Regions from separate parts of the Mus musculus genome. Here regions 2 and 3 are each linked to region 1. Evidence: chromatin contacts called from public Hi-C and HiChIP or PLAC-seq data. All regions are on one chromosome and are shown on one strand. Each heading gives the region's core, a stretch centred on a gene start, on an enhancer-like site or on the middle of the called end of the contact. The rest is flanking DNA. Distances are from core to core; before and after follow the strand shown. Region 1 overlaps Gm13817 (a long non-coding RNA gene). Region 2 overlaps Gm39880 (a long non-coding RNA gene). Region 3 overlaps Gm39880 (a long non-coding RNA gene).

Region 1 (3,580 bases), core at 387-2,886:
AAAAATAGAATATAAAAATGTATGGCTTTCTTTTTAATTTTATGTATATATGCATACATACATATATAGAGAAAATTCATGTGTCTAAAATGCTACCTTGCTTTAAAATGTACCATCAAATCTCCTCCCCACTCCTCCACTGCTCTACCGAATCTTTTCTTGCACTACAATGAGCATGGCCCTGAGAGGTTTGTATGCCTCCGTTGCTGGTTACTATGGCTACCACAGTGCAATGCCTAAAGAAAGCAGCTTCATAGGAAAAGGCTTGTTTGGCTCACAGCTTTGGAGGCTCAAAGATCACACTTGAGTGGGCAGCACTCTGGGGCCACCCTCTGGAGACGGTGTGGTGGCAGGGGTCACAGCGGCAGCAACTCTCCTGAGAAAGTAATGGAAAGCAGAGAGCAGGGTGGGGCCTGGCTTGCTCTTTCTGTAGCAGCCCTCTGCTGAGAACCAGCCTGGGGTCCTCACCAAGCCCCTCCATCCCTGTAATCTCACTAAAAGGACTCTATGCCTGCCTGATGATTGTAACCTAGAAACCAGTTGTCTTGTGCACTGTTGCCTAAAACTCCACCCGGTGATAATTAAATGAATCAGGCACCCCCTGACACATTTTCACAATGCTTTGTCTGCCAAAAAAAGTTTGTGTATTTTGCATAGGAGGTGAAGGTTGAGATCAGATGAATAGAGGGAGTCGGAATGAAAACTAATTCCAAACCATTTTCACTTAGAAACCCTCCTGGTGCAGACAGCAAAAGGCCTGTTTCAAGTGAGGGATGGCTAGTTCAAGGACAGGAGGGTGACATCACAAGGACCAATCTGTAAGCCAGAAGACTCAGAAGACTAAAAAGGCAAAATTAGGTGTGGAGTGGAAAGGGAGGGGGAAGCCCAGGAGTGTTTGCAATTCTGGATCTTAAGGCCATTTAAATTTTAAAGTTACTGGGGGCGGGAGACAGCGTGTATGCCATAACTGCATGGGCAGAAGTCAGAATAAACCTGGAAGGAGTTTATTCGTTCCTCCTACCATGTGGGTTCCGGACATCCAACTCAGGATGTGAAACTTGCGGGATGAGCAAGCAACTCGCTGAGTCATATCTCTGGTCCTTAGGGCCATTTTCTAACTCAACGAGCAACACATACTTTTTTATTCATTCTACAAATAGAAGTTAAACACCCCCTTCGGGGTATAGGTAATTCAGGACAAGCCTGGCTTGGCAGTCTTCTCGCTGGTTGGTGCCTAGTGTGTGTTCTAGGTGGGTCAGGGCTCATCCAGGCTGACAGTCTCTCACCGTCCTTGTCCTCTCCCTTGTCTAGGTAGCAGGGGTTACCTGCTCAGAGCAGAGACAGATGGGAAATTTCTGTCATCATTAAGGTTTTATTGACCAGCGCGGCTGAAATTTCCCAGAGAGAGGAATTCATCTCGCTACCGACTGAGAGCAGACATCCTGCTGGGAGTAGTTACATAAATTCTGTTGCTCAAATTAATTAGGATTGTGATTCATTTGTTTAATGAAGAATCTGATGGCGAGAGGCAAGGCAGCCTAGCCTTGCCGAGTTCAGCCAATCCCGGGTGATAGTGCGGCAGATGGGGTGGGACCAGGCCTGGAGCTGGCTGCCGATGGGCAGAGACAACCAACCAGAATGCAGAGCTGAAGCCAGTGGGAGCCGCTGCTGTCCCCTCCAAAGCTGGTGGCTGGAGAGACGCAGATTCCCAGCTTAAAGCTTTCCCAGCTTCGCCGCCGCCCAGAGGCTTCCGGCCTCCTGCTTCCTCTGTGCGGAACAACTGCGAACAGCTGAAACACACGCCTCATTAGCACCGACCGTCCACCCATTTCCTCATGCCACCCCCAAACGCCAGACTTTATGCTTCTTGGAACACAAAGTAGGGACAGGTAGAGCACCGGCCTGTCCCACCTGCTTCGAAAAGACCCCTCCCCTCTACCCAGACTTCCCTGCCTGCGAGTGGAAGGGCAGCCCCATTCCACAGTCGCCTCTGGAAGCACCTTCCCCAGGTTCTGTGATCCTGGCTCTCAGCCGCAGTTGTAGAGGTAAGAGGCAGGTAGGCGGCCGGAGAAAGGTAGCCCCGGGTGAGGCTGGAGAGAAGCAGGAACTGCACAACTCCAGGAGACGGTGACTGATTGATCGACTATGTAGGTAACACTCTTTGGGATAAGATTTAAAAGATGCTCCCTAGCATCCCTAGAGAAAAAGGTCAAGTCAGATGTTTTGAGTGAGTCTGAGGGATTTGTTGAAGTGGATGCTGGAGAAGAAGAGAAGTCAGGTAAGCTTGGGACTTTTATTTATTGATGCCACGTCTGCAGGAGTCCTTCCTGGGAGCCATGTTTTCTTTCTAGATGCCCCCACTTCTTATTTGGACTGGACCTGGAAAGCCACAGGTCAGACCCAGCAGGACTTTTAATGAATCAGAACGAACTATTACACGGGCATGTGTCCTGATATCTTCCCCCACACTACCTAGATGCCTCTCCTGGATCAGTTACAGCTCACTTAAAAAGAAGCAGAGTCCACAAATGGAATGAACTGTGACGCAAATGTTTGCCTGCTAGACCTTGGATTCCCTGTCCTCAAAAGGTGCCTGCGGTCATCTGACTCCATTCAGTGGCCAAGGGAAATCTTAAGCATGAATGTATCTTGTCACTGTTCTTTAACTCTCTGAAAGATTTCCCAACACAGAAGTTAAAACAGTAAAGCCATCCAGCCTAAGGTGAGGTGATCTGACACATCTTCCTCTAGTTAATACGGCCCCTTCTACAGCCCTCTTGCTGGTTGCCCTCTGCCTGACCCACTGTTTCTCCCTGAGGCACCCCATAACTCCACAAAGTGTTCCCACCCCTTGGGAGGCCCTGGCTGCTCTCCTTCCCTGGGTTGTGTTTGGGGTGTGGCTATATTACAGAGGCCCGAGTGTTGGTGACAGTGTTGAACTGGTGGGACTTTAAAGAAATGAGCCTTACTGGAAGGTCATCTGGTTCCCTGGGGATGAGGTAGTTCTCAGGTAACCCTGAGGTGGTTCTGGTGAGAGGGTTGTTAGAAAAGAGCCTGGCTGCTGTCATTCCACCGGTCCTCTGATACCCTCATACATATTCTTACCAATGAGATGCCATCTATGAAGCCTTCACCAGAGTCAGCCTGATGCTGGCACCGGGCCCTTGAACCTCAGAACTGTGAGCTGCTCAAAAAGTTATCAAACACCAAGCATTTTGTTATAGTGGAATACATATCGATGGCTAGAGATGCAGAGATGAAAGACAGACTCCAACATTAAGGTTGGCTAAATAGCACTAAGCAGGCCTTCTGAGCAGGAGTGGCAGGATCAGATCTGAGATTATGAATTTTCATGGCGAATGGAGGCTAGAGATGGTTAGGAAACTGTTAGAATAGTCCTACAGTAAATGGTATTTTAGAAATAACAAAATACCTCAGAATTATAAAATAAGGGCTCTGCTTCTAAAATGTCACCTTGTGTCCTTCAGAAGGGACAAGCATTATCCTCACATGACTAAACATCTTTCTGCAGTGTGTGTATATGTATGCCTTGATACAAAACTAATGTTACCATCCTGAC
Region 2 (3,479 bases), core at 429-2,928, 280 kb before region 1:
GATCTTCATATACACCTGTACACATGTATGCTTGCCCATGAGCACACACACACACACACACACACACACACACACACACACACACACACACCTTTCAACCCCTTCCTTCTCTGCCCCCAAATTTAATTCATCCACTCTGGCTGGGTTGGTTTTGATCCTCTGAACACAGCTGACAGGCAGCCCATTCAACATGGAACCCAGCTCTCTTGGGAGAGTGCAGCCAGAGAACAAGTTCCAGAGGCTGCCTTGCCTAGGCTGGAACTGAACTTCTGGCACTCACTAGCTGTGTGACCCAGAAGACAACTGACCTTCCCAGGGTTATCACCCTCTTATAAAATGCCAACGAGCTGCCAGGCATGCCTGTGCATGAAATGATTGCCTGGGTTCCCCCTCTTCCCCAGGCCCACATCTGACTTGGAGGGAGACGCATCCCCACTTGCTCTTCTTAGGATATGCTGTGTGTGAGCACAGGCTTGACCTGGCTCAAATCTGGCTCCGTCCACTAGGTTTCCCTGGAGCCTCAGCCATCTCCTTGAACCTCAGTCTCAGCAGCCACAGAGGCCAGGGGCGTGAAACAGCTATGCCCATTCGTTTCCCCTTTCTGGGCTTCCTCTGAGCTCTCAGCATCTGCTCTTGACCACAGCCCTCATCTGGAATGTCTCTTTCTGGCATGTCTCTTGCAATGGGACACTTGTGCCTCCTCTCTCTTTGGGGTGTCCCCTCCCCAGGAGATTGGTGCTCTCAGGAGGTAGCCTCTGTGCCTGTCTCCTATCTGCTTCCTCAGAGATCTTGGGTCTGCACACAGGGCCCTCAAGGACAACCCACTGGGGTCCCTCAGATGGAGTATGTATATGTAAAGTTCTCTTCTGGCTCTGCCTCCACTGGGTTCACCCAAAGGCACTTTGAAGAAGCTGTCATATGAAAGATACAACTGTATTCAGCACACACTATGTGGACTTGGGATTCTGACCTTGGTGTGGGTTGACTGAAGCCATCAGCTACTGTGGAACTGATTGTGTGTGTGTGTGTGTGTGTGTGTGTGTGTGTGTGTGTGTGTCTGTGTCTGTGTGTCTGTGTATTATTTGCCTTCAAGAAAGTAAAACAATGTTTTCTTTTCATATGCAATATGAAATAGACAATAGCAACAATGAAAACTATGCAACTGGACTGGTCTCAGTTTACTTTACCTCAGGGTTTAAGGCAGGAGGGCAAAAATCTAGAGCCATCTGCACTGGGACAGGTGTGAGGAGGGCTAGGTGGGGAAGCACGAAGGGGCTTATCAGTACAGCTGCCCCTGACAGCCGCTCTTGGGTCTGCATTCTAGGCAGCAAGCAGCTCCTCCATCTCTCGGTTGGAGTTATTAATGAGAATTATTCATTATTGAACAGCTAATGCTTCTTTGCAGTTGACACATTCAAAAACAAGCACCAAAAGGACGCAGAGTTAAAGGTCGCCCTCTGTCCCAGTTCCCCTTCCTGGAGGCAGCCAGGGCTGCTGTCCTTTGTGTGTTCTTCCAGATACAGCGTGTTTACGCTGGAGGAAAACTATTTATGCTCTGTGTTTGTGTGCTTAAATCCGTGTGTTTCCTTCAGTCGTACGCAATGGTGGCAGCCCGTGTCTGCCGTTCTGCCCCGTGCTTCTTTGCTTTGTGCTGGGTTGGAGGTGGGAGCTTACTAATTTGCAGAGCACCATGGTTACCCATGTGTCTGTTATAGAACAGCTCTTGCTTTATTTAGCCTGTCCTCCCTCCATGGACACACAGGTTATTCTTTTTTATTTTTTTTTTCAGAGGCAGTCTTCTCCAAGTCCGCATCCTCCGTGGCCCAAGCTCATTTGAAGGGGCAGATGATGTTGTTACCTGGTAGCCCCTGCAGCTGTCACCCCTGCAGCTCCCCCAATGCACCATCTGCTCCAGCTATGGCTCGTTTTCAGGCAAGTTGTTACAGGAACCTCCAGGGGTCACCTTTCACAGTCCTCTGCACCCCCAAATCCAGTGCGTCCTTTGAGTTCTACAAGAGACCCTGGCACATCTGCCGGCCCTCCTTGACTAATAGCACTTCTTGGGTCAGAGGCTTCACCATGGCTTGGACCACTGCAATAGCTGCCTTTCATGTAATGGAACACCAGACAAGGTCCATTCGGGAAAGAAATCTCAAGTCTCCATTCCTGCCCCGTTCCCCTCCCGTCGTGCTATGATTCTTGTTACTCTACACCCATCCAACTTTTATCCCATCGCCTACTGTGCCTTCTCTAGGGCACCATCCACACTCAGATCCCTCCCACAGTCCTAATTCCCTTTTCAGTCAAGTTCCAAAGTTAAACAGCATTTTCCCCAAGAAGGCTGCTGTGGCATACCACCTTAAGGAGGTTATTCATCCATCATTATACCTTCTCTATGGATTTAACTCAGTTGCCATAACAAGTAGAGATCTGCTTTTGTGTCTCTGCAAAGGCCACCTTCTCCACAGGAATAGCAGAGTCATCTGGAGGTTTAGGGACATTTGTCGTCCCCTAGGGAGTTAGCAGTGTCTCTATAGTTAAGTCTGGGTTCAGCCATGGCTATAGGCAGGCAGAGGGGAAAATAAAGCAAGACAGAAACAGACCTGTTGTCTTAAAGGCACTGGCTTGGATGAGGCACACACCTTTTCTGCTCAGATCCCATTGTTAGGAATCTCAGGCTGGAAAGTATGGTCTCTCTGGGCAGCCATGTCCACACTGATAACTGTACCTTTCTGGGAGGAAGGCATGCATGGAATTCAGTGGGTATGGAGGAATCTTCTGTTGTGGCCTCTAGGAGACCTTGTGGAGAAGCAGGTAACCCAGGGTTTGGGTGGGTGACTCAAGAACCCCAGGCGACCATCATCCAGGCTGTGAACCATTCTGTGCCTGGTTCTCTGCTGCTCTGTACTAAGGGGACAGTCCTTGGGCTCTCAGTCTCTGTTTTCTCTGACCATGCCTGTGGACTGGGCCTTCTCTAAGATCTCTCTCCTCTTTTGTGCCAGGTCGGTGATAATCAGGCTCATGGTTGAGCACTGGAGCTCAGTTAAGAGCCCCATCAGCAAATAAAAGTCACAGCGCCTCATGGGAGCCATGCAGACAGACAAACCTTCCAGTATCCGAGAAGCGCCTTTGAAGACAGATGCAGAGAGATGTCTTTTTTTTTTTTCATTTTCTTGTGTTATTTTTTTTTGCATTTGATGTAAAATTTGGCAAAGTGTTCAAGACACAAATCTTAAATGTTCCATTAACCAAACGAAACCTCTCGTGACTGGCTGTACTATGTATTAGATGTTATATACAGTAGACCACTACATCAGTAGTTTATGCACTTGAGCTATTTCAGGGTCGTTACATCATGAAATGAAACCTCAAGAAGTTCAATAAAATGTAGAACAATACAATTACAGATGTGTATCATTAAGTTTTCACAAATATTTTAGGAAATACTATCATAGTTTATATAGATATATATAAAACTT
Region 3 (3,369 bases), core at 428-2,927, 320 kb before region 1:
ACATTCCCCTACTCCTCCTCCCACTCCAAGCTGTTGGAGACTCTTGTGTTGACCTGATACCATCCTGGCAGGAATGAAGACTATAGACAAAATGCCCCCCACCCCCTACCCCCACTGGGAGCTGGGAGAAGGGAAAGTCGAAGCCTGGTGACTCCAGGGAAGAGATTTCACACAATGGCTCTGAGAAGCTGCTGGGCAGACAGGAGCCCAGAGACGAGAAAGGCAGGACCACACCTTGAGTAGGGTTGCTTGACCCACTTACCTCTTCCTCCTATTTAAACCTGAACCTCGTGTGAGGCCCCAGAGATGGAGTTGGAGGAGCGGCAGAACTCTGAGTTCCTCTGCCCAGTGCTCTCACATTTAATGATTTTCCTCTTTTCTGCTTTTCACTGTTGCTTTCCTGTTCAATTGGCCTCTTGAGAACTAGTGACTGAGCCTGGGTGAAGCCTCTGACCCTAACAATTCTGAGGACAGAATTCTGGGAACTGACCTGGAAGTCCCTTGGAAGGTCTTTGGGAAGGAGGGAGAGGACGGCCATGAGAAAGGCTCTGGATGTAAAAGACTGACTGGGCTTCAGTACCCACATGCTCTGGGCACACAGGCCTTGGGCCTTGAAATCCAGACAGTGCCCAGGGCTTCCATTAACCTTTCCCTGGGAGAGAACGCTGAGATACAGGTCTCTGAGGAGGGAAGGCTCTGGAGCTGCTCGGTATCAAAATGCTTTGCTTTACGGTCCGTTCGTGAATTAGGGGGTGTTTACAGGGAGGGGATGATTTAGACTCAGGGGAGTCTGCTGCTAATAGAAGGCATCATTGAATCTCAAAGTCTATTAGAGACTGTTGTCCTACATCTTGTGCGATGACATTTTGCTACCCGGCTGACCTGACTCTTGTGTTTGCCTTTGTATTGGGATACCTCTCTTCCTTTATTCCTCTCTTTTCTTCATTGTGCTTTAAATATTAGATTTCCCTCCCTCCCTATAGCCGAGTCAAAAAAGGCTTTAAGGTAGGCAAAATACCAAAGAGGGGCATCCAGAGATGGTAGCACTGTGTGTCTCTGACCCAGGGCCTCTAGGCTCTTTGTTTCCTGTGAGACCTCCAGCAACAAGTGTCCTGTAACAAGTGTTTCTGTATTTAGGTAGGGGTGGCACTGTATATTTCATTGTATGCATGTGTGTTTTGTATGTGGGCCACATATGCATATGTGTTTGTTGGTTATGGGTGCATGCATGCAGGGGTTTGCAAGTGTGCATGTGTGTGCGTGTACGTGTGTGAGACAGGGTCTTGCACCAAGTCTAGAGCTCACTAATACGACTAGACTACCTGGCCAGCAAGTCCCAGAGGTCCTCATGCTTGTACAGCAAGCTCTTTGATGACTGAGCCATCTCCTGGCCTAAGTCCCATCCAGTTCTTAGTCATTTTGCCCCAACCATTACTGTTAAGACTTTTGATCCCTCATCAGACATGCTGGTCCTGGGGGTTCATTTCCAGAGTGCCTGCTCCTCAGAGGACACTCTTGGCAGTGACTCTAGTAATCTCCAAACACAAAAAAAAGGGACTGAAGTGCACCAAAAGCCACCCTACTGCCTCTGGAGAGGGCAGCCCAGTGCCACTCCATGAGGGACCGCCCCCCTCCAAGCCCCAAGAGTAAGAACAGCCCTTTCTCTTCCCAGAGTCTGAGATCTGGCCCTTGGCCTGGTGAGAGCAGCCTTGCTCTGTGGTCCAGTTTACTGGTGACCTCTGTCCAGGCACTACTGAAACCAGCTGGGGGCCTGGCCCACGCCTACCGCCCAGCCCGCCGGAATGAAGGCCTCTTCTTTTGAGCAAATAGTTTGCACATTGACATCTAGAAAATGAAAGCATTTGTAGTGGCGGGGTGCCCAGCTTCTCCCTGTGGTCTCTGGAAAAGATTTCGTGAGAGAGAATGGTACAAGGTCTTTCCATCTGATCCTCCCTCCAGGCCGGCAGCACAGAGCTGTGGGGAGCCTGTCTTCCTTCCCTGGCACCCCACAGTTTGCTATTGTCCCATTGGTCTCCTCTTTGAGTTGAACAAGGCGGGCAGACAGGCCAAGGGATATATTTCAACTGCCCTTGGCTGTGTTTATAATCACAGACATGAAAAGGGAGGAAGGAGATTGAGTTTATAGGATGGGTTCTTTGTGTAAGCTCATTTATCTCTCTCGAGCAGCAGTGGGCTGAGTGAGTTTCCTTTTTGTTTCCAATTCGGGAAACTGAAATATGAATCTATGCTGATGAGAGAAGAAAGGAATTGAAAGAGGCATAAATCTTATCTTCCGAGCCCTCCGTCGGCTTCTGTGAAGAAGGGGCTCTAGACTGGTAATTAACTGCTTTGTGGCTGAAGAATAGCATCCAGCCACATTGGATAAAAGGCTGGAGGGAGGCGCAGGGCTAACCATGAGCAGTGTCCCCCAGCCTGACATGTCACCTAGATCCCAGCTCTCAGAGTCAGCCTGGGAGGTGTTTGGCCCCTTTCTGTACCACGTACAGAGGGCATCGCTCAGCCAGTGGTTGCACAGAGGTATCCTGGATGCCACTTGGACTTATTGCCAACTATATTCCAATCCTTGCCCAGGACCTACTAGGTGCTTAGGGAGATCTGATGGGTAGTGACTGCCACCTGGTAGCACTCATGCAAGTTCTTGTTTCTCTCTCATCCCTGTGGTAGAATTGTAAGAGTGTAGATAAGTCACTTGTCACCATGCCTTGCACATGGCAGGGGATCAGTCCATGGAGCTGTTGACCACACTGCAGAATGTAAGTTCATGGAGCACACAGACTTGTGATAGTCTTCAGTGTTCACAAGGCTTACAGTGAACACTCTGCACCTCAGCTCACACACATCTGTCCTGGAGGCCACCCCTCCTATATTAGCACCAGAGGAGTGACTGCCTACCTCCTGTCCTTCCCATTGGGTGTCACTTCAGTTCCCTGGATCTGAGCCCCCGAGCTCTGTCTCCCCACCGAGCACAGGCAGATCCCCTGAACAGCTGTGCATGCCTCTGTCTCCTTGAAGCAGAAACCTCTCAGGCGCACTGAGGGCCCAGTGAATCATACACCCTCAATTCAGACAGCTGCCCAGCAGGTACCCCTTTAATACTTACTAAGGGTGTGACAGAGCCATGTAGCAAAGTCACCACCTCCCTTGCTCACATACCTATTCCATACACAGAGCCTGAGGTCCAGAGGGCCTCTGGTGTTGGAAGAAGCCCCTGGGTTAGTTAGTTTTAAACTGAATCTCAAAATCAGGCCTTCTAACTTAGAGTCGGGGCTGCTTGCACCAGACACATGGGCTATGTCACACTGAGGATGATGATGAGTAGGTACTAATTGGACTATCAGAAGTTCAGGA

What was found. Hi-C and Micro-C count contacts between places; a contact is called where the count stands out from the background. HiChIP or PLAC-seq counts read pairs in DNA pulled down with a chosen protein or histone mark.
Region 2: a contact with region 1 is called in a Hi-C map of cerebral cortex, with 2.2 times the contacts expected there. The contact joins two enhancer-like sites. A contact is called at or near these places in 4 of 484 Hi-C or Micro-C datasets (cerebral cortex, cortical neurons, forebrain and 1 more), 10 of 115 datasets of contacts at active chromatin or transcription factors (astrocytes, differentiating embryonic stem cells, embryonic basal ganglia and 6 more) and 1 of 9 other capture datasets (embryonic stem cells).
Region 3: an H3K4me3 HiChIP or PLAC-seq map of forebrain shows a contact between it and region 1, with 4 times the contacts expected there. The contact joins two enhancer-like sites. A contact is called at or near these places in 2 of 484 Hi-C or Micro-C datasets (cerebral cortex and cortical neurons) and 9 of 115 datasets of contacts at active chromatin or transcription factors (astrocytes, embryonic basal ganglia, embryonic forebrain and 6 more).

Annotation. Positions count from the first base shown.
Region 1 is chr2:92,527,592-92,531,171 of GRCm38.p6, reverse strand. Gm13817 (a long non-coding RNA gene) reads left to right here. Exons shown (of 4, transcript XR_374783.4): 3 at 729-858; 4 at 1,312-3,580. Among named protein-coding and RNA genes, the nearest start is that of Gm13817, 12 kb to the left of the region's middle. Within about 2 kb of position 1,636, at least 201 of the 459 cell types and tissues checked have an H3K27ac peak or open chromatin away from gene starts, as enhancers often do. A contact at or near this core is called in cerebral cortex, cortical neurons and forebrain, where this site is marked.
Region 2 is chr2:92,811,395-92,814,873 of GRCm38.p6, reverse strand. The region is part of intron 1 of Gm39880 (a long non-coding RNA gene); the gene reads right to left. Gm13791 (a long non-coding RNA gene) reads left to right here. Exons shown (of 5, transcript XR_001783401.2): 5 at 1,790-1,927. It overlaps Gm32413 (a long non-coding RNA gene), which reads right to left. Exons shown (of 2, transcript XR_374794.3): 2 at 3,155-3,479. Among named protein-coding and RNA genes, the nearest start is that of Gm32413, 6.2 kb to the right of the region's middle. Within about 2 kb of position 1,678, at least 19 of the 459 cell types and tissues checked have an H3K27ac peak or open chromatin away from gene starts, as enhancers often do. A contact at or near this core is called in cerebral cortex and cortical neurons, where this site is marked.
Region 3 is chr2:92,844,004-92,847,372 of GRCm38.p6, reverse strand. The region is part of intron 2 of Gm39880 (a long non-coding RNA gene); the gene reads right to left. The region is part of intron 4 of Gm13791 (a long non-coding RNA gene); the gene reads left to right. Among named protein-coding and RNA genes, the nearest start is that of Gm32413, 39 kb to the right of the region's middle. Within about 2 kb of position 1,677, at least 42 of the 459 cell types and tissues checked have an H3K27ac peak or open chromatin away from gene starts, as enhancers often do. A contact at or near this core is called in cortical neurons and forebrain, where this site is marked.